Regions from separate parts of the Mus musculus genome. Here regions 1, 2, 3, 4, 5 and 6 are each linked to region 7. The links are chromatin contacts, called in public ChIA-PET and HiChIP or PLAC-seq maps. All regions are on one chromosome and are shown on one strand. The core of a region is the stretch at or near the end of the contact, and the rest is flanking DNA. Distances in the headings are between cores, read along the strand shown.

What was found. ChIA-PET counts read pairs in DNA pulled down with a chosen protein or histone mark. HiChIP or PLAC-seq counts read pairs in DNA pulled down with a chosen protein or histone mark.
Region 1: a contact with region 7 is called in an H3K27ac HiChIP or PLAC-seq map of acute myeloid leukemia, with 5 times the contacts expected there. The contact joins the enhancer-like site here to the promoter of Map2k5 in region 7. A contact is called at or near these places in 2 of 39 promoter capture datasets (the C10 cell line and hippocampal neurons), 3 of 15 datasets of contacts at CTCF or cohesin (the NIH/3T3 cell line, embryonic stem cells and large pre-B cells), 5 of 484 Hi-C or Micro-C datasets (cerebral cortex, embryonic stem cells, pre-megakaryocyte-erythroid progenitors and 2 more), 29 of 115 datasets of contacts at active chromatin or transcription factors (the 230-238 cell line, the NIH/3T3 cell line, the SCID.adh cell line and 16 more) and 2 of 9 other capture datasets (adipose tissue and embryonic stem cells).
Region 2: an H3K27ac HiChIP or PLAC-seq map of embryonic stem cells shows a contact between it and region 7, with 3 times the contacts expected there. The contact joins the enhancer-like site here to the promoter of Map2k5 in region 7. A contact is called at or near these places in 1 of 15 datasets of contacts at CTCF or cohesin (the NIH/3T3 cell line), 11 of 115 datasets of contacts at active chromatin or transcription factors (acute myeloid leukemia, bone marrow-derived macrophages, embryonic hindbrain and 7 more) and 2 of 9 other capture datasets (embryonic tail and embryonic trunk).
Region 3: a contact with region 7 is called in an RNA polymerase II ChIA-PET map of memory CD8 T cells, with 5 read pairs. The contact joins the enhancer-like site here to the promoter of Map2k5 in region 7. A contact is called at or near these places in 10 of 115 datasets of contacts at active chromatin or transcription factors (bone marrow-derived macrophages, embryonic hindbrain, embryonic stem cells and 4 more).
Region 4: an H3K4me3 HiChIP or PLAC-seq map of embryonic stem cells shows a contact between it and region 7, with 16 read pairs. The contact joins the promoter of Smad3 here to the promoter of Map2k5 in region 7. A contact is called at or near these places in 4 of 39 promoter capture datasets (the 3T3-L1 cell line, hippocampal neurons and liver), 6 of 484 Hi-C or Micro-C datasets (CD4 T cells, CD8 T cells, embryonic stem cells and 2 more), 8 of 115 datasets of contacts at active chromatin or transcription factors (the SCID.adh cell line, bone marrow-derived macrophages, effector CD8 T cells and 4 more) and 2 of 9 other capture datasets (adipose tissue and liver).
Region 5: an H3K27ac HiChIP or PLAC-seq map of embryonic stem cells shows a contact between it and region 7, with 4 times the contacts expected there. The contact joins the enhancer-like site here to the promoter of Map2k5 in region 7. A contact is called at or near these places in 1 of 484 Hi-C or Micro-C datasets (embryonic stem cells) and 12 of 115 datasets of contacts at active chromatin or transcription factors (bone marrow-derived macrophages, embryonic hindbrain, embryonic stem cells and 5 more).
Region 6: a contact with region 7 is called in an H3K27ac HiChIP or PLAC-seq map of microglia, with 6 times the contacts expected there. The contact joins the enhancer-like site here to the promoter of Map2k5 in region 7. A contact is called at or near these places in 2 of 484 Hi-C or Micro-C datasets (the HL-1 cell line and Th1 cells), 3 of 115 datasets of contacts at active chromatin or transcription factors (memory CD8 T cells, microglia and neural tube) and 1 of 9 other capture datasets (embryonic stem cells).

The regions. Positions count from the first base shown.
Region 1 is chr9:63,848,780-63,852,490 of GRCm38.p6, reverse strand. No RefSeq gene overlaps it. Among named protein-coding and RNA genes, the nearest start is that of Gm39359, 55 kb to the right of the region's middle. Within about 2 kb of position 2,035, at least 32 of the 459 cell types and tissues checked have an H3K27ac peak or open chromatin away from gene starts, as enhancers often do. A contact at or near this core is called in the SCID.adh cell line and acute myeloid leukemia, where this site is marked.
Region 2 is chr9:63,877,597-63,881,541 of GRCm38.p6, reverse strand. No RefSeq gene overlaps it. Among named protein-coding and RNA genes, the nearest start is that of Gm36033, 65 kb to the left of the region's middle. Within about 2 kb of position 1,596, at least 36 of the 459 cell types and tissues checked have an H3K27ac peak or open chromatin away from gene starts, as enhancers often do. A contact at or near this core is called in embryonic stem cells and trophoblast stem cells, where this site is marked.
Region 3 is chr9:63,783,194-63,787,406 of GRCm38.p6, reverse strand. No RefSeq gene overlaps it. Among named protein-coding and RNA genes, the nearest start is that of Gm35941, 4.5 kb to the right of the region's middle. Within about 2 kb of position 1,711, at least 30 of the 459 cell types and tissues checked have an H3K27ac peak or open chromatin away from gene starts, as enhancers often do. A contact at or near this core is called in memory CD8 T cells, where this site is marked.
Region 4 is chr9:63,756,653-63,760,388 of GRCm38.p6, reverse strand. It overlaps Smad3 (SMAD family member 3), which reads left to right and starts at 2,395. Exons shown (of 9, transcript NM_016769.4): 1 at 2,395-2,917. The coding sequence starts at 2,712.
Region 5 is chr9:63,801,353-63,805,524 of GRCm38.p6, reverse strand. It overlaps the pseudogene Gm2553. Among named protein-coding and RNA genes, the nearest start is that of Gm39359, 7.8 kb to the right of the region's middle. Within about 2 kb of position 2,029, at least 120 of the 459 cell types and tissues checked have an H3K27ac peak or open chromatin away from gene starts, as enhancers often do. A contact at or near this core is called in embryonic stem cells and epiblast stem cells, where this site is marked.
Region 6 is chr9:63,720,577-63,724,412 of GRCm38.p6, reverse strand. All of the region lies in intron 1 of Smad3 (SMAD family member 3), which reads left to right. Among named protein-coding and RNA genes, the nearest start is that of Gm51710, 9.1 kb to the left of the region's middle. Within about 2 kb of position 2,537, at least 151 of the 459 cell types and tissues checked have an H3K27ac peak or open chromatin away from gene starts, as enhancers often do. A contact at or near this core is called in the HL-1 cell line, Th1 cells, memory CD8 T cells and 1 more, where this site is marked.
Region 7 is chr9:63,375,739-63,379,433 of GRCm38.p6, reverse strand. Map2k5 (mitogen-activated protein kinase kinase 5) reads left to right here and starts at 1,532. Exons shown (of 22, transcript NM_011840.3): 1 at 1,532-2,311. The coding sequence starts at 2,177.

The DNA.
Region 1 (3,711 bases), core at 786-3,285, 470 kb before region 7:
GGTAAGGGCAGGAGACAGTGATATGAATTGCTAAAAATGAGACCCAGAGGCAGAAACCTGCACAGGCTAGGAGACAGAAGTGCTCAGGCGGACCGACAAAGAATGGCACCTCAGGCTGAGCCACTGAGTATGGCTGTCAGGAACTGGACCCTGCCACTGCTAAGCCTCGTGGCTGTGTCACTCTGTCCCTTCTGAGCCTCACTCTCAGGCTCTGCAGGAACTGGGAACACATCACAGCCTTGGATGCTCAGGATGCTAGAGTTGTGCTTGAACGGGCAGCTTTAGTTGCCACCCACCTCAAGGTCCCTAGGGTCCCTTCTTTTCTGGGCCCCTCCTCCACTCCTCTGCCCCAAGGAGGGAAACCCATTTCCCCAGGAACAGCTGTGCTTCCTCAACAAACAAATGTCGCCTTAAAACGTCTCTGAGGAAGAGCGGGTGGTAATGATTGAACATCTGGCCGGGCCCACACTCTCGGGCTTGGCGGCTCTGGAGCCTGCCAAGTGACTATTCCCTAATGTTCACAGCGTCCTGGCACCTGCTATTCCCAATCATGCTCATCCCCTGGTGCTCAATTAAGATCTGAAGCAGGCTGGGTGCAGGGAGGGAGAGCGCGGGCCCGTGGCGTCGGCCACTCAACCTCCCAAGACTGGCAGCCAACAGCCTCTTTTTTTTTTTTTTGGAGCTGCGTTTGTTCATTTCATTAATTAATTAATTAATTAATTAATCATTCATTCATTCACCCAGTGCCCTACAATAAGCAGCATTCCCTTCCTCTCTCCCAGAAAGACACCACTTCTAAAAAGGCCATCAGCCAAATTCCATCTCTAAAGGGTCAGATAAAAAGTAGCTGGCTTCAAAGGATATATGGTCTTGCCACAATTCTGCAGGCTTGGTGTGTGTGTGCGCAAGTGCATGCATGTGTGTGTGTGCATGCATATGTGTGTGCATATGTGTATGGGAGCATGTGTGGGTCAGCGTGTACACATGAGGAGATCAGAGGACACCTCAGGTGTCCTTTCTCCTGTGCCATTTATCTTTTGTTTGAGACAGGGTCTCCCACTGACCTGGTATCGCTCCAATACCAGGCCAGCCAGTCTCCAGGGACTCTGCTTATCTTTGCCTCCTGTCTCATGGCAGCACTGGGACCACAGGCACGTGCCACTGTGCCCAGCCTCTTACATGGACCTGAACATTGGCCCTCGTGCTTGTGAGAGCAGGCAGGCACTTTCATGAGGGACCTGGCTTCCCAGCCTGCTTGTCTGATTGCATCTCGTGGCAGGGTGACAGCAGCCACAGCCAAAGCATGGTGACTGAGCCCAGCTACCTTCTAGTGAGCCTCTGTCTGCAACATTGCTGGCTGAGCTGGCATGGGGCAGTGGTGGGGACCCTGCTAGGCACACACAGGATCCTGGGGTCAGCCGGGTGGTGGTGGCACACGCCTTTAATCCCAGCACTTGGGAGGCAGAGGCAGGTGGATTTCTGGGTTTGAGGCCAGCCTGGTCTACAAAGTGAGTTCCAGGACAGCCAGGACTATACAGAGAAACCCTGTTTCAAAAAACCAAAAAAAAAAAAAAAAAAAAAAAAAAGATCCTGGGGTCAGTCCAGCACCAAAAAGACAGAAAGGTGGAATGGTCATGTCTGATACAGGACAGCACCCTAAGGGGAATAGGCGTGTCATTGTGGGGCGTCCGTTGAATGGCCTTTGTTGCTGTCCTACTCAGGGTCCGACCTCTCTCTCTGTGGAGGACACACGTGGTTAGACCAGGTGCTTCTGACCTAAGCTGGGCCATGCAGAGCCTGTCCCTATCCTGGGGTTGAGCTGAGGGTAGGTGTAGACATGGCATGTGTCTCCCTTCTAGATTGAGACACAGATCTGGGGGGTGGACAGAAGTGAATGGTAATGGATTGGTGGCCTCACTCTTGTGTGTTGAAATCTGTCCTTTCAGTGTGACAGTGTGAGAAAGAGGTTAGATCAAGAGGGTGGGGCTCCATGAGAGAGGTTTGTTCCCTCACCATAGAGAGATATTGCCTCATCTACCGCAGTTTGAAGTTGAATGGAGGAAGTCAGGCATAAGGCTGATGGAAGGGACAGGCAGCTGGCCCCATATACCAGTGACGTTTAGACTGGATCATCCTGTCCTCAGCCCTGCCTCCACCACAGTGCCCAGGGACTGAGTTAAAAATGCCCTTTGTGTTCTACTGGCTATGTTGGTATCACCAAGTGAGGGGTTCTACACCCTTCTGTCTGCGCTGTGCTCTTGGGCAGTTAATTGGGTTTGGGGCTGAGTCTTGTCCTGGTGGCAACATGTATATGCAAATGAGTTATGCCCTTCCCTTCCTAGCAACAGGTGACGCAGCAAAGGAGCTGGCTATCTGTGGTCCTCACTACAGAGGAGCTGTGTCCGGAGGAGGTGGCTGTAGGAACCTGGAGCATAGCCGAGTCGGGCTCCTTTGTGTCCCTGAAGAGTGAGGGGGCTTTGACTTGGTAGAGAAATAAAAGGAAGATGATATAGTTATTAAAAATAAATGGACCTTTAAAATACATACATATATATATATACTTTTATACATATATGTGTGTGTGAGAGAGAGAGAGTGTGTGAGTGTGTATGTGAGTGTGTGAATGTATGTGTGAGTGTGTGTGAGAGTGTGTGAGTGTGTGTGTTTTTGCTTGCTTGTCTGTGCACCTCATGCATGCAGTACACACAGACGCCAGAAGAGGGCGAAAGATCCCCTTGAACTGGAATCGCAGATGGCTGTGTGTCACCGCTTGGGTGCTGGGAATGGCATTCCTGGTCGTCCAGAAGAGCAGCCAGCTCTCTTACCCCTGAGTCATCTCCAAGCTCCGAGCCTCACTTCAGACCCCCTGAGTTAGGAAAGGATGTCTACGTTGTCCAGTATTCTTTGCTTCCTTACTCAGAAAGCTCCACTCCCACCCAGGACGGTATATTTTCGAACACTCAACCTCCCAAGGTCCGCTGCGGCTAGTCATGTGACGTATTTCCGCCCAGTGAGAGGTCAGCTGAAGTCTAGTCTTTGTGAGATGCTGCCAGGGCTTCTGGGTTCCAGTCACTTTGCTCTTCCCTTTCCTTTTCTTCTGCCTGGGATGTAAGGACTGCAGCTGTTTTTGCAAACATGACCATGGAAGTTACCTGCTCAGTGTGGCAGAGCAGGTGCTAGAAGGCGCCTGTGTTCCTGCATGTCTGAGTCACCACGCCAGCCTTCTCCTGGGAGAGGCAGTTATCCTACGTGCAGCTCAACACACCCCTGAGGCAGTGGTTCAAGATAAAAGGGTTCGAAGGACCTGTGTCTGCCTAGCCTCGTGGTCACCGATTCACAAAATGGATTAAGATGACGTCTGATAGACTAGCGGGAGGATAACTGCTCCGCTAAAAGCTTCCCTAGTGTTTAGTCTACTAGGCCTTTGAGGACAGCAACGGGCAGCAGTGGAGCACACTTGGGAATAAGCTAAAGCGTAAAGGGAGGAAGGGAGACCTGAGTTGGGATGCTGTGTGGCTTCAGGCGTATTCCTGAACCTCTCTGTGCTTGTGAGTCCAGATCTTCGAATGAAGCCAGTTCATATAGATGAAGCATATGCTAAGTCAATACTGCTCAAACCTTTTCCTCTTGAGAATCCTTTTTTTGCTTGAGAAATGTATGTGACCCTGAGCATATGAAAGAGGCATGTTAGTTAAAACATTTATTGATCAT
Region 2 (3,945 bases), core at 347-2,846, 500 kb before region 7:
GCAGCGGGTGGGGGTGTTAGATTAAAACCATCTTTACCATAGTGCCTTGGGAACTCTTTGCTCTGTGGTCTCTTGGGATTCTAGACTCTTCCATGGAAGGTCAGACAGCCTAGGTGGCCACGCCCAGGACCGCCCCTCCCCCATTGGCTTCTGTTAAGTCTGCGGTGCAATCTGTTACTTAACTATAGAGGACTTTGAGTGTGTTAATAGCAATTTGTGATACATGCCTTTGGCACCCACACATTCAAGAACACCCACACTCACAGGAAAAAAAAAAGGAAGGAAAAAGAAAAGGAAGGTGGGGGAGGGGAGCTACTTTAATGGGAGATAACATAGCCGCGTGCAATTTGGCTATTCATTGTATCTCTGGCATTTTATGTACTACATTAGCGGAGGCAATTTCATGCATATGGATATAATGCATTAAGTGGAGGCATTTAAATATAGTGAAACTAATTTTATGATGATTAGTTGAAGGAAAACATTGCATTCGTATCATCTATATAGAAGCCAATTTGCATGAAAATGCCCAAAGTTGCTATGCCAACATTTTCTGTGCCGCTGGTCGGGGTCGTCTCCCAGTCAAGACTTTGTATTAAAAATCGGTCTCCGGTGCCCATGTCTTTTAATTCATTGCAAGCTGTAGGCCATTTGCTCACAAAGCGCTCGCAGTAAAACAAATGAATAGCTAAAATACTCATTTGCATGATTCCCATTTGAAAACGATTCCCCTGAAATTAAAAAAGCGTGTTACTCGGTTGTGAAGATGGATGGGCCAGCGAGGCGGGCAATTAATATTTCCGGCGTTCTCTTTAAAGCCCTCCCAAGACTGAGAACAGCACATGCCAGACAAATTGGGCCCCACAACAGTTTCGGGGCCTCAGCGGCGGCAGCTTGCCCGCACTGTCTCTCCTTTACGGTCTCACTTACATTATGCAGTAATTAAAACTATTTACCATTCGTACTTATCCGCCATCTGCCACTGGAAGGTTCCACTTCTTTAGAAAGCCTTCCTCCCTCCCCGCCCCCCCCCCTTTAATTTAAACTTATTTTTTTTTCAAATTATACAATATATTTTGATCATGTTTCAATTCTTCCCAGATCCTCTCCACCTCCCTACCCAACCAAGTTCATGGGCTTTCTTTCTCTCGTTCAAAACAAAACAAAACACCCCTCAAATAAACAAACAAACAAGCAAATAAAGAGCTGTATGAAGCGGGAAGGCTTGGCATCGCTTGCCAACGGAAGCTCCGGGGTCCTCTCCCCTGCCTGGTCTGTGTTCTCGCCCCCTCTGGGAGGGAGAGGGAGAGGTGGGCGTGGCCGCAAAGCTGAGTTCCCGATACTTTTTTGTGTTAGAACACAGCTTCCTTCAACTCTGGGGGGAGTCTTGGCTTAGCTCTGTGGGTGATCTAAATGTTTAGAGGGCACCCTAGGCCTGGATCTTCTCACAAAAGAACTAAACTGTGTCTGGGAACTTTGACTATACTGCAGAGCCACTAACTATGGCGGTATAGGTTGTTCACTGCACAGGCGTGTTGGCCGAGGGCTCTATGCGGGCTGGTGCCTGGTCTGTCTGTGATTCAGCACTCTGAGGTCCTGTGGTCTGGGTCTTCCCCAAGAAGGCACCACCTTCCAAATTCCACAGAGGCTCTCTGTGACCCGGCAGGAGGCCTTGGGTGAGGGAAACCATTTTGAATACTGTTATAATAGAGTCCTTTTCTATATGGCAGTTAAAACCTCCAGACTGGTTCTTCCCTGGGCCTGTCCCTGAGACGCCTAGGCCTCTTCCTCAGGCTGTCCTCTATGAATATTTTTCCCACCTCCTGGGCCCATCCTGAAAAGCCAGTTCGCCGGAAGCACTCACAAGACAAAGGGTGTGGCCAGAGGCTGCAGATACCATAGGTTGCAGGCTCGGGAGGACTAGGTGTCCTTCCAGAATGCTTTCTGAGCTGAGCAAAGTGGCACACACCTGCCAGCACTCTTAAGCCTGAGGCAGGAGGATTGGGATTTGGAGGACAACCTCAGTTACATAGTGAATTTGAGGGCAACTTGAGCTACGTGAATCAATTTCTCTCTCTCTCAATCTCCCCCCCCCCCTCTCTCTCTCTCTTTCACACACACACACACACACACACACACACACACACACTTCTGTCTGTCTCTCTTTCTCTGTTTCAAAAACAAATACCATCATGTACACAAAAATCAATACAAAAGAAGGATTCTTTCCAGAGCATAGTGAAGCACTAGCCCCCAGTCTATGGCTCCAACCATTGTTAAGCCATTGTCAAAGCTCTCCACAGGACTCCTCCGCCAGCCACGGAGTCTTTCTGAGCCTTTTCCCAGTACATTCTCAGTCTCCTGAGTGAGGTGACCATTCCCAGAAGAATGGCATGGGGTTTGGATTTGCCTAGAAATGCACGGCCTGCTGGGATGTTCCAAGCTCCATTGGTCTGGAGGGCGGCACTCTGTGCACTGCACAGGCTTGGATCACAGTTCCCATTTTGCCTTCTCACTCTCATCTCTGTTTCTCCCAGCCTAGGTGAGCAGAGGCCATTTACCCACAGATGCTCCACTCCCCCTGCTCAGCTAGCCGAAGGCTGTTCTGGGACCTTGTAGCCTTGAGCAGATCAGACAGGGTGGGTGGCCATAGGTAATGAAGTGGAAATGAGGGCTAGAGAGATGGCTCAGCAGTTAAGAGCACTGACTGCTCTTCCAGAGGTTCTGAGTTCAATTCCCAGCAACCACATGGTGGCTCTCAACCATCTGTAATGGGATCTGACGCCCTCTTCTGATATGTCTGAAGACAGCTACAGTGTACTCATATACATAAAATAAGTAAATACATCTTTTTTTTTAAAAAGTGGAAATGCTCTCCTGAAGAGACTGGCATGGGTTCCCATAAGAAGAGGTGAAACCCCATAAGGGCTTCATTCAACCTGGCCTTGATGAAGCCCATGATGTCATTACTTAAGATGTAACGGCAGCTAGCAAGGTGTCCTAAACATGCAAAACCCCCGCACTCAAAAGGTGGAAGTAGGGGGATTGTGAGTTCAAGGCAACCTGAACTTTTTAGTAAAACCTTAATTAAAAAAAAAAAAAAAAGAGGGCTTACAAGATGGTTCAGCAGATGAGGGTGCTTGCTGCCAAGCCTGAAGACCTGAGTTCAATCCCCTGGGACTCACATCAAAGAAGACTGACTCTGATCTGCACAAGTACACACATGCATGCACAAGCACACAGAACACAAAACAAATGAAGGTATAATTTTTTTCTAAAAAAAAAGTATGATGGCATCCGGGAGTCACACATCCCCATTGACACAGAGTCCCCTTCCAGGAACCAGGAGGCCCCTGCTGGCCTCCTGCTGGCCAGGACAGCCAGAGTTCATCCTCCTATACAGAACACTGTGGGTCACAGATTTAAAATAGACACAGAGCCACTTGGGGGAAGGCGACGATAGCAACAGTGAGTTGGAAGAGCTCTGCAAATGACGTCACGTCAACAGTGCACCTTCTGCACAGACCCTGGGCTCCTGTGGACAGGCCAGGGTATCACAAGTGGCCATGTGCTGCCTAGTGTGTTGCCAGTTCACTGACCTCAGAGACGGGGTAAGACCCTCCCTCTGTTAGTGCTTGTCCTGAGGCTGGCAGCTAACAAGCATGCAAGGACGCAGGAGTTTTGTGCCCTTGTGTCTCCCCAGAGCAGCTGTGCACAGTGCTGGAGCAGATGGAAGCCACCTGCCTGCAGAAGAGCTCTCCAGGTTCAAGGTGACAGTTCCTCTCCGATTGTCTTCCAATACAGTAGAGCTCAGCGTTTGGGAGTTAGATGTGGAAAATCTGAGTGTGGCCTTGCAGGGGAAGGGGACTGTCACACCCACCATAGCTGACACTGAAAAGCAAGGGCTCTGCCCCAGCAAGCTCTGGTATCCACCACAACTAATCA
Region 3 (4,213 bases), core at 462-2,961, 410 kb before region 7:
GACTTCTGTGACCACTGTGAGTCTGGGACCATGTCCTTGAAGAGCCCCTGACTCTGAGGTCTCTTTGGCTTCAGTCACAGGATCTGGTGGCCCAAACGGCCATTATTAAAACCATCTGCCCCTTGGGGCCCTCTGACCTTTTGGTGGGAGTGGCTTCCCCTCTGTGTCCTAGAGTTTCAGACAGGCAGAGAACTTTTTTTTCTTAGTCCTGTCATTTGGAGCTGGGGAATTCTGCAGTTGGGTCACCAGGATTTTAGTCCCTTTGATGCCTTTCACACAATGGATGTGTGAACTTAATCAGGTTACTTACCTTCTCGGATTCCTTCCCTTACAACCAGCAGTTTATGATCCTACAAACAGGGCCTGTGTTTTCTTATTTCTCATGGTCCCTAATAGAAAGGCTGAGTGTGCATGGAGTTAAGGTTGCTTATTATGTATTATGTATTAAGGTGCTTTGTTATGTATTCCTCTGTGTGTGCATGCATGAATGCATGCGTGTGTGTGTGTGTGTGTGTGTGTGTGTGTGTGTGTGTGTGTATGCGTGTGGTACATGTATGTGTGTCCACATGTGGTGTATGTGTGTGTGCCTGCTTCCCTATGTGTATGTCTATATGTGCTCATGTGTATGTGAAAGCACGTGTGGGCACACACATGTGTGTGTGCACCAGTGTGTGTGTGTGTTTTGAACCAGACATTTTCTTCCACATTCAAACTTGCAAATGGCCCCCATTGTCCTGCAACTGAAAGCACAGCAGGGATTCCCACACAATTGTCAAATTCACCTCAAGGTTCAGTTTCAGGGACTCAACAACAACCCTGTCCTCTGACATATTCGACTTGCTAGAAATTTCCCTGCAAGTTTGAGGAGTTGTGGTTCTCCCAACCCCCTCATGGGAACAGAACTTCAAGGGCAGAGGCTGGGGAGTGTTATGCAAACTCTGTGGGAGCCAGAGGAGATTTGAGAGAGGCCCCTCTCCTGAAGGTAGGGTGTGCTGAGAGCAGGTGTTCAGAGATCTTAACAATAACATCCAGAAAAGAACACAACTTTAGCTGTATTTGAGTGGTGTTGTGTGAGCCTCTCTATCGGCAGGCTTTGGATGTGGAAGGGAGGTGCCTGGGAGGGGCGTGCTCCACTCAGCTAGAGCTCCCTGGGATGCAGCTGGTGCCTCTCAGGTTCACGGGAAACTGAGTTCAGGAACGTTAATTAGCTTTCTCAGGGACACACAGCTGGACCCATGGGGCTGAGAACTATGAGAGAGCAGAACTCATGTTTGTCTCCCAGGACAACAGACCAGGGTCTATCTCAGCTCTGGTGTGTTGAGGCATTTTATCCTGAGGGCCTGGGGGCAAGTGTCACAGGAACAAGGAAGCTAGATGGTAATGTGGAGTGTGGGAAGGGGAGAACATGGCAAGATGCTCCCTCTGAGTTCAAAGACTGAAGGAAAATGGGAAAGTGTCTGGGGAGAGACTGAGAGACCAGGTTGTCCCTTACTCCCAACACTTCCCAGTGTCCAGTCTCAGATCTCCTCTAAATGCATCCTGGCCATTGAAGATGTAGGGGATGCCCCCCCCAGGGAACTCACTCCTCCCCATTTCTTGGCTCCACAGTGGAACAGGAGAGCCCCGTTGTGATTGCTGTGTTTCAGTTTCATGACCTGCAGACCACAGGCCGCCCCTTCCTGTAAAGATAGATAACAAAGCCAAGAGCGCCAACCCTATCTGCCCTGAGCCACACAGCCGAGTTAGAGAAACTCTAAACTCTTCCTGCTCACACTATGGAGCTTATTGCTAGTGATACACAATCTGACCCCGGGGGTGCTCCAACCCCTGTGGCCTCCCCTGGGTGTTGCCAATTAAAACAAAACCTCTTCAATGTGCCAGAAGACATCCACCTTTTCCTGGTGGAACTTAGATATAGATATGACAAGGAAAATGTGCCCTGACTCTGGCCAGCTCCTTGCATTTGGCTGGTGAAGCAGGAGAAGGACCCATAACTACGTGCTCATCAGGGCCTGGGCCATGTCTTCTCCATCCTGACCAGCGGTTATTGATGACCAGGCTGCGCCTCTGTAGCCTCTTCAGCCGGGCCCAGTTTCATCACCATCAGGAGGCAGGAAAAGCAGCTCAGACACTTTTTAATAACCAGCTGCTCCAAGAGGACAGAAACAAATGGAGCCTTATTAATGGAGCCCCCATTGCCCGACAGTTTCATTAACTCATGTCTCCTGTGTCCACGGCTTTCTGCTTCATACCATATTGGTGGAAAAATACATTTCCAATGTCTGGCCTTCAGAAGGGGAACATCTGAAAGAACCTGGAAACACAAAGACAGGCACCTTCTACATTGTCTCCCCTCTGAGATGTGTGTGTGTGTGTGTGTGTGTGTGTGTGACTGTGTGTGTGTGTCTGTGTGTGTGTGTGTGTCTGTGTGTGTGTGTGCTCTTGAGTGTGTGTACTGGGGTGGGGATGGAAACAGGCATCCAGGCAGGCAGAAGTTTGGCCTGAAGCAAAAGGTCGATAGCTGGGCTATAAAAACAACACGAGATCCAGATTTATCATGAATGATTAGGAGAATTTTAACCAGTGGCTCAAGTGAGTGCCACACTGGGTCCATGGTTTGTGCCAGGCTTGGGCTGCTGCTGGGCCTCCTGATTCCTGTGGGCAGAGTCCAGCCTCATCTGTTCTAAAGAGAATAGACTTAACAGTATGAGGTAGGGTTGGAAAGACGACTCAGTCAAGTAAAGGGTTTGCCCCACAAGTATGAAGATATGAGTTCAGATCCCTGGCACCAGGGAAAAGTGGGCAGGAGACACACATCCATAATTCCAGCACTGGTGGGGAGGAGGCAGGAGGATCCCTGGCCAGCTAGTCTAACTGAATTGGTGAGGCCAGTAAGTGACCCTCTCTCAAAAAGATAAGGTAAGACACCTGACATTCAGGAAGACATCTGACATTGATCTCTGGCCTTTACATGCATGGATGTACACATGCAGGAGCACACACACACACCCCTACACACACACACACACACACACACACACACACACCCCTACACACACACACCCCTATACATACAAGCAGACATAGATTCTGGAATACCTTTAAAAGCTTAACCCCTTACTTTCTTTCCATTAATACCAACCGAGGAACCAGTTGCACAAATGGACATGATAACCAACTCTTCAAGTTAATACTTAGCAAGAGCATTATTACCATCTCTTGGGGGTAAATAGGCAATCACCTGAACTGAGTTCCCCCAAGATGACTCTCAACACTTAATGGCTCCCTAGTAGCTCTAGGTACCTTTTCAACATGACATCCTAGGTTTTTCAAATTGGGAATCAAATTGTCTTTCTGATTTAACCCTGACAACCCATGCCATGCACCCAGCCAAATTGCTGAGCCCTGTTGTTTACTCAAAGTCTCCCCAAAGCACAGGACTCGGACAGATCCACGAACTCTTCCCACTCCTTCCATGGGCCGTAGTGATCCTGCCTTGGCTTGGCTTTTATTGCTGGTGCCCTGGGTTGTTTTTGTGAGTTTATACCACTGAGTGTCACCCATTTACCATGTCCTATACATATGGTTTTTCTCAAGTAAGACAATAAAAATACCGAGCTTTCTGAATGAGTAAATGGATGGATGGATGGATGGATGGGTGGATGGATGGATGGATGGGTGGATGGATGGGTGGATGGGTGGATGGATGGATGGATGGATGGATGGATGGATGGATGGATGGGTGGATCTGCAGTTAGCTCATTACAAACACTCCAAAGCAGAACAGGAACGGAGCAATTAGTTGGCCAGCTCTTCTCACTTAGTAGTTTCCTGAGGACACCCTAGCATAGGTGACTGAACTTGGGGTTCCTCAGACTTCTCCAGAGTTAGGTCTTTTTGAGTGAGAGAGACAGAGACAGAGACAGAGACAGAGACAGAGAGGGACAGAGACACAGACACACACAGAGACACAGAGACACAGATAGACCCAGTAGACAGAGACAGGAGCAGAGAGAGAGAAAGAGAACGAGAGAGACAGTGGGTGGAACAGAGAAACAGAGAGACAGACGAGAGACAGAGAAAAGACGAGAGAGAGAGAGAGAGAGAGAGAGAGATCCTTTTCCTGAGCACACAGTACCTTTGTTCTGTCCATTGACAAAGATGTCAAGCTGCCTTGAGTTATTTAGAGAGACGGGGCCTCTGCCCCTCGGAG
Region 4 (3,736 bases), core at 1,146-3,645, 380 kb before region 7:
TGGGAAACTGGTTTTGTGCCCCCAAAACATTCTCAGACTCAGGAAAAAGATGGAGGTTAGAAATGACACCTGTTTGTTTTTGTATGCCAGCGGTTTTATTTATTTATTTAATTTTTTTTTTTTTAAGACACAAGGCTGGCCTTGAACTCAGGAATCCACCTGCCTCTGCCCCCCAAGTGCTGGGATTAAAGGCATGTGCCACCACTGCTCGGCTAAGATTAACTTCTTACTGGAAGATGATTACATAGGCCGCTTTCTGTCCTCTGCCCTCCTAAGCAAACCTTCATCCCTATCCCTTGGTGCTTCTCTGGCTGGGAGCTCCTAGTGGTTAAGGACCTTCCTCGTTCATTGTGAATTTCTCAACAAGTAGCATATTTGTGACAGGAAGCGCTGGAGAGAGAGAAGCAGGATTTGAACCAGCTCTCCTGGCTACCCTTCTTCATGAATCAACACTGGCCTCCACTTTTTGTCTTGCTTAGGACTTCTGCAAAGTCCCAGCAGCCTAGGAGGTGGCGAGGAAAGGGCCTGAGACCATTCCTGGAGATAATGGTGCACCTGTGAGAAAAGCTCTTGTTTTGCACATTGTGTCCTAGCTTTACAGTTCTAGGGCCAGTAGCAAGAACCAAAACCAAACAAAAACCTGGGTTTAAATCCTGGCTCTGACCCTTGGTGCTGTGCCTCTCAGGCTTTTAACGGCAGTGATTGGTATCTGTTTGAACACAGCAGTGAAGACTGCCCACCTTTAATGCCAAGTAAGGCACAGGCAGGCAGATCTCTGTTCGAGGCCAGCTTTGCTCTGGTCTATAGAGCGAGTTTTAGGACAGTCAGAGCTACACAGAGAAACCCTGTCTTGAAACAAAACAAAAAGGACCTCCTTCCTTATAGTCTCTAGCAGCAAGTGGAAGGGAGGCTGCAGCCACCATCTAACTGGTTTGCAGGAACCGGCTTGCTGAGGTCTACTGAGCCTCAGGGGTCTTCCTTTCAGGACTTACCAGGGAGGTGGAAGGAGGGAAACCACAACCCCTGACAAGCTGCCGCTGGCGGTTGGTGGTGGGGCAGCCTCGAGGACAGAGCAGGGGGCCCCTGAAGCTTCAGGGCTGACTCTGTGGGACGAGCCACACTTCATAGGGCTTCGTAAAGCGCACCGGATCTTGGTTTGCAAATAACTTGTTTCTCACCACGGGAGAGAAATAGGTGTGTGTGTGTTCGCGCGTGCGCAAAACCAAGCACACTCTAAGCATCTGGGCTAGCCTGATAGGGAGGCTGAAACAGGATAAAGGAGCAGAGGGTCTAATGTAACGCCCCAAATCCGTGGAGGGACCGTGGGCAACCAGCCCTGAATTCGTCTAGTCTGCAGTAAAGCCCCTAGGGCTACTCAAAGTCAGGTTCTCTTGGCTTCCCACCTAGGCTAACTTTGAATAAACTTCTCGAGTCCTCTCCGGCTTGCTCTTTGTGTGTGCGAGTTCATTGCTTTGTAAACAAAAGCTCTCTTACTTGTTTGGTGTCGAATTTCGGAACTTCAGTAACACCCTGAAATGTTAATTCTCTCCCCTCCTCCAAAGAAAAATCCTAAAGCACCCCCATTCATTCCTTCAGGAACGCAACAGATGTCTTTGAGGCCCGTTTTCTGCAAAAAGCTTGGTTCACTGGGCCCAAGGGACCCCTGGCTCCAGCTATTGTTCAAGTTGTCACTGAGGTCTCTTAACTCCTTTTAAGTCTCCCTCTCCCCTTTTCCAACTCCCTCCTCCGCAGTCTCAGGCAGTCGGCCGTTCTGATCTCACCCAGCAGGAAAACAAAAACAAAACAAAAAACCACCTAAAGCAGCTCTGGCCACTGAGCGAGATCAGCGTGCCCCAACTTCCTGGGCCCGGAGCTTTTCTGAACCCCTCACCGCGCCCGAGTCCTCTCCGGAGTGCAGCCAGCCCTTGACGGACAGTGCCTGTTCCCTGTGAGTCTAATCCTCTCTAGTTCCTGCAACGGTATCTGAGAGTCTGTGGGGCGGCGAGTCCCCAGGAGTCCGGTCCCTCGGCACTTGGCAGAGCTGGCGGCCGCCCTACCCGGTGGCCCACGTGGGCGCGCTTGGCGGCGCTGGGCGGGGAAGGCCGCGGGTCCTCCCCGGAGCAGGGCGCGGGGGAGGAGCGGGGAGCCCCGGCAGCGAGGGGGCGGCGACTGCGCTGGGAAGGAGGCTGCACGCGGAGCTGCGTGAAACGTAGACTTGGGAGCGGGCGGGAGAGGAGCGGGTAGCGCGGCTGCTCGGCCCTGGCTGGCCCTGCAAGGCGGCGATCGCAGAGGAGGAGGAGGAGGAGGAGCAGCGCTGCAGAGGCGGAGGGATCTGCGCACCAAAGCCATCCAGGCCAGCAAAGTTTGGCTGGGGGTTGGACTTTCCTTCCCGGAGGCGGCACCCAAACAGCTACCCCGTGCGGAAACCCAAACTTTCTACTGCCACTTGGAGTCTCGCGGCCGCCGCCTCCGCCCCGCGCGTCCGGGGCCTGCCCGTCAGTCCGTCGGTCCGCGTGGAGCAGCTCGGGCGCCGCCGTGCTCCCGATCCCCGCAGCTGCAGCGCCGCAGTCCTGGCCCGGACGCCCGGGCAAGTTCTCCAGAGTTAAAAGCGAAGTTCGGGCGAGGCGCGGGCCGAGCTGCCTCTGAGCGCCCCCGGCGTCCCCAGTGCGCCCAGCCCCGCCGGGGGCGCCGGTGACCCTTCGGTGCCAGCCATGTCGTCCATCCTGCCCTTCACCCCCCCGATCGTGAAGCGCCTGCTGGGTTGGAAGAAGGGCGAGCAGAACGGGCAGGAGGAGAAGTGGTGCGAGAAGGCGGTCAAGAGCTTGGTGAAGAAGCTCAAGAAGACGGGGCAGTTGGACGAGCTGGAGAAGGCCATCACCACGCAGAACGTGAACACCAAGTGCATTACCATCCCCAGGTGGGGTCCCAGAGCGGCTGGGGGCGCACTGGCCCAGCCCCCTAGCGCGGCCCGGGTGGAGAGGGAGGGCGTGTGCGCGTGTGTGCGCGCGCCTGTAGGGGACGGGGAGTGGGTGGAGGGACCCCAAACAAAACCTTCGGATTTGCCTAGCCTCAGAGACCTGGCTTCCGTGCAGCATTTTGGCTTCTAGACCTCAAGGGTCGCCAGCTGCTTCCGGGCAGCAGGGGTGTTTCTGAGCTTGGCCCCCCAACTCTCGGGGCTTCGGGCTCCAAGTGGAGGCCCCGCTTTGTTCGGCTCTGCCGGCCGAGCCCCTCCTCCTCCGCCGCCTCCCGCCCCGCGCTCGTGGAGGTGGTGGCGTGTGTCCCTTTCTTTTCTTCAGCTCTGTTCCCCCACTTCTTTTCCTCGTCTACAGGAATGCAGTCGGTACAGCTGTGGGTGAGGAGCGGGAGCCCGTTGATTGACAGATTCCTTCTTCGCTCTTTCTTTGCTTTGGGATTAGCATTTTTACTGAGTATTTTTAGATTTGGTTGTGCCAGCCTCCCGCCCCCTGTGCACGCATGCACGCACGCACTTAGTTGGAGAGCAGAGCACCGACTTTGAAGCGGGAGAAACAAGTGGCAGAAAGTAGGGGCTTTCCCTCTTTCCACCCCACCCCTGCTGATTTGCGATCTTTTTAATCCAGAGTATGCGGGTGCCTAGAATGGAGCAGGCAGCTCCAGGCAGATAACAAAACACCCCAGGGCTGGCCTCCCATCGGCCCTGCATTCCTGTAGAGCCTATTTTCCCAAAGCGCTTTGCCATCTGTCCTGACCTCCTTTA
Region 5 (4,172 bases), core at 780-3,279, 430 kb before region 7:
CAAGCAGTCCCCAACTTGTTTTGTTTTATGATTTTAATATAATAATAATAATAATAATAATAATAATAATAATAATAATAGTAATAACAGCCATTTTTCAAAGCCAGGCTGGTAGACCTGGTGCAAATTCCAGTCATTATTGTAAGACTTGGGTTTAAATCAATAAACACCCCCAAACTCACTTGGCATTAAATCAAGAAAGACTTACTGAACTATATTTGTGTGCCAGGACCTGGAGAAAGATGAAGAAGACCTATCTCTGGCATCATGCAATTTCCTGTCCTCCTTAGCAATACTCCAGTGTAAGTGACAGAAACTAACTTTCCTGCGCTTGAGTAAAACCAGAATGCAATGTAAAGAAGTGGGCGAGTCTGGGAGCCCCTGCAGAGCAAGCAGCCAGCCCTGGCCTGGAGCCTGGACTGGAGTCCCACTTGCCTCTCTCACTCTTAGCCTAGAGGAAGCATTCCTCTCTCTCTCCCTGCATCTCTCCTTCCAGACCTGGTTCTGATGGGAAGACTAGCAAGAATCTGATTGGTCCAGCTTGGTCACATGTTCCAAGCTAAGCAGCAGAATTATTCAGCACAAACAGGGCCTCAGAGATTTGCCCACCTGAATGAGGAAGGTGCCTAAGAAGAGGCTAGTCCCAGCCATGGTGGTGCACGCCTTTGATCCCAGCACTTAGGAGGCAGAGGCAGGTGGATCACTGAGTTTAAGACCAGCCTGGGCTGCCTAATTAATTCTAGGACAGCCAGGGCTACATAGTGAGGCCCTTGTCTTAGAGAATGAGAGAAAGACAGAGATCAAGAGACAGAGACACAGAGAGACACACACAGACCTTGTCTCAGAGAAAGGGGAGTGGGCAGACAGACAGGTAACAGACAGACAGACAGACTGTGACTCCTGGTGTTCACAACTCAGCCTCATAGAATGCATGTGACATAAAAGGAACACCACATGGACTGGAAGACATGGGTTAGAGCCCTGTGCCCATGTGCTGTGTTCATAACTGATATTGATGAAAATGTGCATGGAGGGAGGGGCAGCAATAATAACATCTATCTGTCTGTCTGTCTGTCTTCCTCATGTCTTGTGAGCATGTATACATTTTCTTAGTTCTTTCCTTCCTTGCCTGAGCCATGGTCTCCTCTTGCTGGGTTGACATAAACATATTAGTTGAGAGGCAAGGTGCTTTGACTGGACCTAGTCCATGTGGTTGGTACCTGCTCTGCTGACTGGATGACAGACCATTCTCTTGCTGTGCCTTCAGCATGTCACTGGGGACAGAGTGGGTGGGCTGGGAAAGGGAGTCCTTGTAATTGGTCTCCCTGCCACTTGCCTCTGACAGAGGCCCTGTCTTTCCCTGTGTGCTTCATGACATAAGAATGAGAAGAAGGGCTTGGGGAGATGGCTCAGCTGGTAAAGAGCTTGGGGTGCAAGCCTGAGGACCTGAGCCAGATCCCAGAAGACAGGGTAAAAACAGAAGAAGAACTGGGCATGGCAGCGCTGGGGTGACAGAAGCAGGAGGATCCTGGATTGCGGTGGCCAGCCAGCCTAGCCAATCAGTGAGAGTCAGGCCAGTGAGAGTCAGGCCAGTCTCAGAACAAGGTGGATGGCAGCCGAGGAACAGTACCTGAGGATGTTCTCTAGTCAGTGTACATATGCATATGTGCACATACACATGTACACACATGTACACATTTACACACGAATGCATACACACAAACGTGAATGAGAGGAAAGACCAAGAACAGAAATCTCGTCCTTTGTCCCTGAATCTAGCTTCCTAATTACCCAGAAGCCCCCTGATGTTGCTTCTCTGGACTCAGTTTTCCCATTGGCAAATGGATGCAGGCGTGTTTATGATGTCTCCATGACTAAGTATTTGGGAGCTGGATGAAGGCAGAGATGGGAAATGCTTTAAGCCAGGCATGACCTTGGCACTTTCCCCACTATTCACAGGGACGTCTTGTGTCTCAGAGGCTCTGGCAGTGGAGCCACCCCTCACACCGGCCTAAACCAGATGACGTCACCAGCAGTTTGGTTGAAATTGGAGCCGGCTCCTTAGAGGTTGAGCAGGAAGTTCCTGCAGTGGGAGCTTTTGTTCTGGGGGCCTTGGTGGTGAGACAGAGGAATTCCCAGCCGCATTCAAGCTGGAGAAACCTGCAGTGGGTCAGCTGAGGGCGGAGGTGCAAGGTTTCAGGCCCTGGGTAGTCCCTCTTCCAGTTCTTCCTTTAATGACGCACTGTGGGCGTGACCCCTTCAGCAAAGAGTCCAACTGCTCCTGAGGAAAGCCTAGGGAAGTTCATTGACCCTGGAGGTAGGCTTTTTAAAAAGTTGGCTAGGTTCCTGAATCTGGTCCAGCTACTGCATATCAGCAGGTGACTTGAACTAGCCATGGGGAACTCCCTGGCATTTGGTGCCCTCATCTGTGCCATGGAGATTGTAGATTCTCTTGAGAGCAGTACTAGAAAATGCTTAGTGTGTGGGGCTAGGGAGAGGGCAAATACCTTTATTGGCTGATATAATAATAGTTACCATTTAAAAATCTTTATTTTTATTTTATGTATATGTGAGGGTCTGCATGTATGTAAGCGCACCATGTGTTAGCCTGGTCCTTTTAGAAACCAGAAGGCAACATATCCCCTAGACCTGGAGTCATACAGGTGGTAGTTGCTGGGAACTGAGCCTTCTGCAAGAGCAGCCAGTGCTCTTAACTGCTGAGCTAGAATATAGTTTTTAAATGCTGAAGCACACAAGTACTCGTGTTTGTCACGGAGTAGGATATAGTAAGATATAATCACGTGTGTGCTGCAGCTGACGAAGGAGGCATGAGGGAAACCAGAGAAGCACTTGGCTTGTTACAGCTGCTCAGCATCCCACCCTAACCCACAGGGCACAGCCAGGGCTAGTGCACTTGCCACTGGGCGGGGAAGGATGCCCCCCACGCCCAGAAAAGCCTCAGATCCTCTGTGCTAGGTGCTGGCGAGGATGGGCAGTTTGGCAGCCAGAGGGCTTTGGGTACTCATTCCATCTCTCTTCCCTTCTCTTTGAATCCTGGGCTTTCCCTTCCTTGCATCCCTGGACTCCCCCAACTCACTGTTAACCCTCCTGTGCCAGCCTAGCCAGGCAAGAGTGGGCAGAACCAGGGCTGGAGGAGAGGTGCATAAAGGTGGGCGTGACAGCAGAGGAAGTCAGGTTAACCTTGGCAAGAAGCTGTCTCTGGAAGCTTTGTGGGGAAATCTCCTGGGGCTTCCCCGTCTTACAGTCTGCTGACGGTCATGATGGCTGATAGGCCTTTGAAAGTGAGAGGCTGCCTTTCCCTCGGGCACCAGCATCCTGCCTCTGCTGCCTGCATCACTCCACCTGCCCATCAGTTCAATGATTTTCTTTTAATGCGGTACAGAGGTCATCCCAGACCCAGAGCAATGTTAGTTAGACCTTTCAACCTGGCACCTGGCTATCCCCTGGACATCCCACAGGTTTTCCAATCAGAAGCGTGCTCTCAGGGAGCTTAACAAACAAACAAATAAAAATAAAAGCCAAATTTCAGGTTTTTTTTTTGCATTTTTTCATATTTATTATTGATTCTTTGTGAATTTCACATTGTGCACACCAATCCCATTCATTTTCTAGTCCTTTCATATTTGCCCTTCACCCTTGTAACCCCCACCCCACCAAAAGAATAAAAATAAAGAATTAAAAATAAAAAAATCTCCACTCCAGAAAGATGGCGGCCCTGACTGCGGAGCATTTTGTGGTGCTCCAGAGTCTGCCGAAGGCCTCCTCAAAAGATGTCATCAGACCACTATGCCCAGAAAACTTCTCCAGTTCAGCCCTTGACTGAAAAAAAACAAAACAAAACAAAAAACTCCTCAATAATACATGTTCCAGCTTGTCTGTGACCCAGGAGGAGGCAGAGCAACTGCTCCAGACTCTGCACCACTAGGCTGGTGGCCTTTGTGGCCTGTCCTCTGCTGAGGCGATTCTGGCTCTCTTTCCAGAAAGTTTCCACCCAAACCTCAAAACCTGCTGACAAAAATCATCCTGGAGCACATATCAACATGGCAAACCGAAGCCCAAGGAAACCAGATCTCTCGGCCACGCCCGGTGGACCTGGACTGGAGCGTGGATAGCAAAACCTCCTCTGACAGCATCAGCCGAATGGCTGTCCC
Region 6 (3,836 bases), core at 1,288-3,787, 340 kb before region 7:
TGGGGCATCTCCATGGCATGCTGTTGCTGCTTTTCTGTTTGTGTGTGTGTGTGTGTATTTGTGTGCAGGTGTGTGCAGGTGTGTGTATGTGTGTGTGTATTTGTGTGCAGGGGTGTGTGTGTATTTGTGTGCAAGGGTATGTGTGTATATTTGTGTGTAGGTGTGTGTGTATTTGTGTGTGTGGGTGGGTGTATTTGTGTGCAGGTGTGTGTGTATATATTTGTGTGCAGGGGTGTGTGTGTGTGTATTTGTGTGCAGGGGTGTGTGTGTGTATTTGTGTGCAGGGGTGTGTGTGTATTTGTGTGCAGGGGTGTGTGTGTATTTGTGTGCAAGTGTGTGTGTGTATTTGTGTGCAGGTGTTTGTGTATATATTTGTGTGCAGAGGTGTGTGTGTAAGTGTGTGTGTGTATTTGTATGCAGGTGTGGGTATATATTTGTGTGCAGGGGTGTGTGTGTATTTGTGTGCAGGTGTGTGTGTGTGTGTGTGTACATACACAGGTACATGTGAAGGCCTGAGATCATCCTCAGGTGTCTCCTTCAGTTGGTCTCTGCTTGTGTTTTTGAGACAGTTACTAGAACGTAGTGATTTGTCTCAGCTGGCTGCCTAGTGAGCTCCAGGCACCCTCTTGTCTCTGCCTCCTCAGCCCTGGGATCTAAGTGCTTGCTACCACACCCAGTCCTTTTCTGAGAGTCCCGGGACTTGAACTCATGTCCTTGTGCTTGTGCGGTTAGCACTTGAACAATGGGACAGTTTCCTCAGCCCTGCTCTTTTCCTTTCCACTGTGAACATTTGGCATGGCAGGAAACAAGCCTTTCTAGGACGCAGTTCACTGCTCGTTCTGCTTTAAGACTGATGTGGACCCAGCGCCGGGTGGGTGAGTCTGTGTTTATGGTGACATGAATCACATGGGCATCAGTGAGTTCTATAAACACTGCTGTATCAGAAGAGGGCTTCAAGCTCAACCAGCCCTATGTGACTGTGTGACTCGGTCCTCTCGGGAGCAGCTCTCTAGTATGCTGTCCCGGGTAGTGGCAGTGAGCGTAGTTATGATGGTGCCATCTGAGGAAGCTGAGCTGGCACCGAGTGAAAGGTGTATTTAATCTTTAGGAGAAGTAAGAGAAGGTTTCAGGAGCTTGGAAATTTCACTATCCCGAGAAAGTATACTGAAGTATGACCCAGGGACAAGGAATGACAAGTGCTGAGTCTTATTAGCTCTGGGACGTTTGGGCAGTAGCCTCTCCTGTCCAAGCCTAGCTGTCATACCCTGTGCATGACTAGCATGCCAGCCTTCATGTCCCCTGGAGTGGGTGTGAGGCGATGGCCTTGTCAGGCTTTCTTGCCTGTGCAGGCGTTTGTGGGATGGCGGGACTGAGGGGCAGGCGGGATTGTACGATGAAGTGGGTTCTCCTGGGAAACTGGACCTGGAATGTCTGGGGTCTGTTCTGCCATTGACCGCAGGGTCCGAGGCACCTGTTTTGTTGAAGGCAGAGTTAGTGAAGACTCAGCCCCTTCCCTGTAAGGATTAGTCATATCCTCCCATCCAAACACTAACCAGCCTCGACCCTGCTTAGCTCTATCGGACCAGATGGAGGTAAGGTGAGCTCATGTGGAATGGCCTGAGATTTAATTGCATTCTTGCTGGTCACCTGGAAGGTCAGTGCGTTGTGAGTGAGTGGCATTGACCTTAGGATCCTCTAGACCTGCCTTGCTAGTCAGGCCGTGGTGGGGTGGGCTGAGGTGTGTGCACTGGGGGCATGCACTGGAGTCTGTCACAGGTAGGGCGAGTCAGAAGAGACCACTGCACACTGCTTTTCCTTTTGGAACGTGTTGTTCACACAGTCCCACGCCCTTGCCCAGAAATGTGTGAAAACCACTTGCAATATGCCAAAGGAGGCTCTTTTCAGAGTGAGCTGGCCCAACCACCCTCTCGAAGCCAGTGGGTTTTGTGTGAACATTCAGGTCCTTCCTCCACTGCAGGAATTTGGGGTCTGCCTGGGGTGCTGGTCAGGGCTAGTGCAGACTGGTGAATGTGGACGGATTCTGATAATTTCGGAGTGAGAGTCTGGTAAACAGGTGCGAGCCTGAGTTTCTCCATGGCCTTAGCAGGGGCAGACCACAGTGGATAGGTAGGACCCGGACTCATCCTGCTCATGTGGACTGGGATGTGGTCCGGTCCCCTCGCTGGGTACTGAAAGGTCTCCAGAGCCCAGCACTATCTGGATCTGTCTTCACTCTTTCTAGTTGGAGCTCACCCTGGTCCCTCTTGGGTATGCTATATGCACCTGCTGCCACATCCATTGGCTGCCATGTATCTCGGAGTGTGCCCCAGACTCTCGCACCCTTCTCTCTCTCTCTCTCTCTCTCTCTCTCTCTCTCTCTCTCTCTCTCTCTCTCTCTCTCTCTCTCTCTGTCCTTTGTTCCCAGAATGGTTCCACTCCCTTGCCTTGGTTACCCCCGGCTCTCTCTCTAACCACCTTTCCTTTCTCTGAATGTCTGCTGAGTCACTTCCTGCCTAGGGCGCAGAGCTCAGTAAATATTTTTGAATGTATTAATTTGGCCCTTCTCCACAAAGGTAACTTACCCGTGTGTCATTCATCCGCCCAGTTCTGACTGCTGGAGTTCCCTGTTCGGAAGCCCTGTCTTGGGCCTGCCTTGCTCTCCTCCCCCTGCCTCCCACCATTTGGGGAAGTCCAAGGTGCTGTGGTGAGGGATGGGGTTGAAGAGAGTTTAAGGAAGCAGCAGAGACCTGTGCAGATGTGAGTTAAGGATGATTGAGTTCCAGCTGTGACCTGACCTGCCTTAGGGAACCTAGAACAGGTGGAGAACTAGGCACTACTGGCCCAGAAATAGGAACTCAGAACTCCAAGCACTGTCTGGGCTTCTGTCTCATCATCAGCTACTCACTCGGCCCTCTCATCTCAGATGCTGGTAGCTTCGACCTGTCATGTGTAGCAGTCCAATGTCTGATCGTTACTCCTGTATGGTTTTTCTATGCATCTATTGAACAGAACACAGGGGCCTGAACTGAGCCAACAATAATGACTTCCATCTCCTGTTAATCCCGGGGAAGCTTGGCACTCTGTCACTTCTAGTAGCCAATGTGGGGGCCAACTGTGTACCTTTCTCTTTGTGTCTAGCTTGTTTCTAGACCTCAGTAAGCACTCAGTGTGGGTTGATCAGTGAGGCCATGTGTCTTATTTAAGGGAGTGAGTAGCTTTACCTTTTCCAAGGTGTTGACCTGCAGGCCATTGGAGATTGTACAGAAGGGAGCCAGGGGACCTGGAGGAAGGAAGGGGGCCAGGGCTGAGCTGTGTGTAACAGGCCCTGCTTTTCAAAGAGCCTGGCCTGCTGGGTTTGTTGTGGCAATGTTCAAAGGCAGGAAAGTAGATAAGATCAGACTTCAGACTGCTCACCCCCATACCTCCTCCGCCTCTAACAGCCCAGAGTGTCACCCAGGGCAGGCAGGCAGGCAGGCAGGCAGGCAGGGCCGGCGTGGGTATTTTTCAACTTTTGTAAACGCTACACTAGCACAGTGAGTGGCACTTCCTTGTCCTCGGAGAGGCTGGGGAATGAATGAGTTCAGGCTTTCCTGTTCTCATGGGAGTGGGTAGGTGCCAGTGTGTACACCGAGTGGCAGCTCCCTTGGGGAGATGAGGCATGCTAGCCAGAATGCCTCATCATAGAAGAAGCTAGACTTCTACAAAGAAAGGATCCTGTTGGGCGAGGTGGGGCATACTTATAATTCCAGCACTTGAGAAGCTGAGGCAGGAGGATTATGGATTTCAGGTCAGAGTGAGACCCCTGTCTCAAACAAGACCAAAAGCAAGTCAAGCAT
Region 7 (3,695 bases), core at 283-2,782:
ATCATAAACATATATCCCTTTAATTTGGACGGTGGTGTTTATATTACTTAACAAAGAGGTACTTTTGAATGTTAATAGTTCTGTGAAACTCTGCTCAAATAATAAAGTCTTAAGATTTCATGCTATGTAAAGGCTACAAAAAGTTGAAATGTGATTATATTTGCTCTTTAGATATTTGGGAAGCTGAGAGACTGCCATTCATATATTTAAAAAAGTGCTTCAGAATATACATGCAAATTTGGCAAATGGTGTTGGTTTTCCCTATGGTACTATGAATTTTTAAAAAGACGTTTTAACAAATCATAGGTTAATAGAAAATCTCTAGTTTTGTAGTTAATTTTCCTTAATAATAGAAATAAAGTTTAGATTAAGAAGTACATGGCAAAATAGTGAATTTTTCTTTAGCACTGAAGAGCAGTTACAAAGGGGTAGTTCCAACAGTACCTGGAGAATCGGTCTACGTGAATTCCTACCTAAGCTATTAAGGAATAATAACTAAAAGATGGTCATTTATCTCCTACAATGGCCTTTCAAATGCAACAGGAAAAAAGCCCAAGTAGAGGAAATTATGCCACAAATTTTGGTATTACATTGAAAATGATCAACATTTAATTGTTCCTCCTCTTACATTAATCACATATCTGTTTATTCCGGGGAAAGTGGACACTGGTCCCACCACCCCACGCACTATGTTTATGCATAATCAGCCCCAAAAGGTAGAGATAATAGCATAATTTAATTACAAATAAAGGGCCTACCTACACGTTGCCATTTGTAAGCAATTCTTTTGTATAGACACATAGATCAACAGGATTATGCACTTTAAAATGTGAGGTAACAAGGCATTTAAAAATAACCAAGGTTTACGGCTACTGCCCTGCTATCACTGACTGCATAAACACTGCAATTTAGCTGAAAATATATGGAACAGACGGGATATTTTTGCAACGGTTGAATAAGATATTATGATGCCAGAAATACAGCTGTCCCCAGGCAGTTAAGCGCTCTCCATTGAGTTTCTTTACTGTTGCTTTTGAGTAGGAGATTGCTTGGTACTGTAGGTCACTGGTTAGGGTAAAGGACCTCACTGAAAAATTCATGCACACTTTGCTAACGTGGGAGAAAAAATAGTGGTATTTTGGAACTGTTAATTGGAAGAAGGGGCATAAAAACATGCTTTTTTTTTTTTTTTTCTTTTTTTAATAAAAAGGTCTTGCCTGGCTCTTGCCGATTTAATGTAACAAACCCGCGGATAGTAAAAGGTATATAACTTGACAAGCTGGTGCTGCCGTCTTGTCCTTCACCGCCTTTTCTGCATGATCAAACCTTAAATTGTTTTACGGACAGCCCCCAGCCGTAGATCCGTGTCTTCCTGGGTTTTCTAGGCTCCTTTACCACTACCTGAAGAGATGGAAGTCAGCCAGTCCTAGCACGAGATCCCTGCTCCGCCCCAGCTGCCCTCTTCCAACATGGCGCCCCAGGAGGCGGGTCCCACATGTCGGCTCCCCGGGTTCCGGCGCCATCGCGTTTTGGTTCCGGAGTAACAGCGGTCTAACGGCCGCCTTCCTCCTCCTCTCGCCGCCACCTCCGCTGCCGGGACGCGGGCCTCAGTCGGACGATCCTGCACGCGCCGCGCCCTCCGGTTCCGGCTGCGGTCCGGGACCCGCCCCTTGACCCCGCGGCCCTGGGCCCCCCTGCCTGGTTGGAGGGCAGGCGCCACCGGTGCACCTCCGAAACAGCCCCGACCCAGCCCGCGGCGCCCGGCCACCGTCCCCTTGCCCACCGAGACACTCAGGACGGCAGGACCCTGGCCACTGTACCTGCCTTAAACCAGGCCGTTGCTCCGCTGTCTCCTCTTACTCACAAGGACTACAGAATGCTTGTGGGTTCTGTTTTGTCCACTTTTGTAACTCCAGGACCTTCCGCTCTCTACTAATTCCTCTTGGCCGGTCCCCCAACAGTGCATCCTCTCCTAGGGACACTCCACACGACCTGGGCCTGGTTTTGGGCCTGCAAGCTCCCTCCTGATCGCTCCTCTTCACTTCTCCCCATCTTCTTGCTCCCTATTTATCGCCTGCCTTCTGTCTATCGTTCCCCTTGTCACTTCTTGGGGCTCCTCCTAAGTAGGGGCAGGTCGGTACCCCTCGCCCCAGGATGTGAGACCCTTTAACCTGTAATGCTGTGGCTGGCCCTTGGCCCCTTCTGTGCCATGGAGAACCAGGTGCTGGTGATTCGGATCAAGATTCCAAATAGTGGCGCGGTGGACTGGACCGTGCACTCCGGGCCGCAGTTACTCTTCAGGGATGTTCTGGTGAGTGGTGACTTTAGTGGCCAAATCCCAGCGTTGGGGATTATGGATCTGGATAGGCAGCATCTTGACCATTGGTGGCCTGAGCTGGCCTCTGGTGGGGTCAACTTACCTGTTTTAACCACAGTCTCGGTTAATTGCACTCACTGAAAACTGGTAAATGTGCAGCGCCCTGGGAAATTGATGTATCCGACTGAACCCCTGCCCTCAGGAAGCTCACAGTCTGGACTGTGACTTACACACCAGTGCAGACAACTGGGATGTAAAGAGTTTTAAAACTGTTTCTTATATTTTTCTCAAGTATTTGGAAAGGATTCCTGCCCTCATTCTAGCCCTGTCACTGCTGAGTTTCCTGAACTTGTGACCTGCTGGGAAAGGGACACCAGGGCAATCTTAGTTTACAATGGTTAAGCAAACCTTAGATGCCACTGAATGGGAGACCTAGACTTAACTATCAATATGGAAAGGATGCTGCCTGTTAGAACTACAGCACATCATTCCGTGACAAACACAGCTCAATTTCAGAGATGTTGAGTGTTCAGGGAAAATTTACATCTTAGAATCAACAGTGCATTGCCTTGGGATGCTTAGAATATATTTCACACAAAATTATGAAGGTTAATGTAGGCTGGCCCTTGAGTCCATATATAATATATACTATAAAACATTATGTATGTGTGTGTTTGTCCTGAATAGAGAGTAAAAGGACCTTCCGAGGACTTGCTCCTGAGGTTGAGAGTCAGTGCCAAAACTATAGCTTCCTTACTTAGTATATGAGTATATGTGTGTGCAGATGTGTGTGCGTGCATGTGGAGATCAGAGATCAGCCTCAGATGTGCTCAGGTGCCATCCACCTTGTTGTTTTGGGATAGGGTTGGCTGGCCAGCAAGCCCTGGGCATTCGCCTGTTTCAGCATTCCCAATGTTAAGATTACAAGCACTCATGCCACCAAGCCTGGGCCACCTGTCAAGCACCCACTTCCTAGGTTTTTTGTTTATTTGTTTGTTTTTGTTTATTTTTTATTTTTATTTTTTAACATGGGTCTAGAGATTAGTCTCAGGCCCTCATGTTTGCATAGGAAACACTTTGCCAGCTGAGCCATCTCCCTGGCCCCCAAATTTACTTTTGTTTCCTGTAGTGTCCCCATATACTTCAGTCCACGTGCATCTTTCTAGTCAGTTGACATTAACAGGGTGACATATATGTATGTCCACAGTAACTCAGCAGGAGAATTTGGTGTACGGGGAAGAATGTTTTAACAGGCAGATGTGCCGTCTGACTTACAGGGACTATAAGAGAACACTGAGTGGTGTCATTTACTGCCTTGGGTTGATAAAAAATGAAATGGTGGTATCTATAATTTCATTTTGAAAGCTAGATGCTCGTA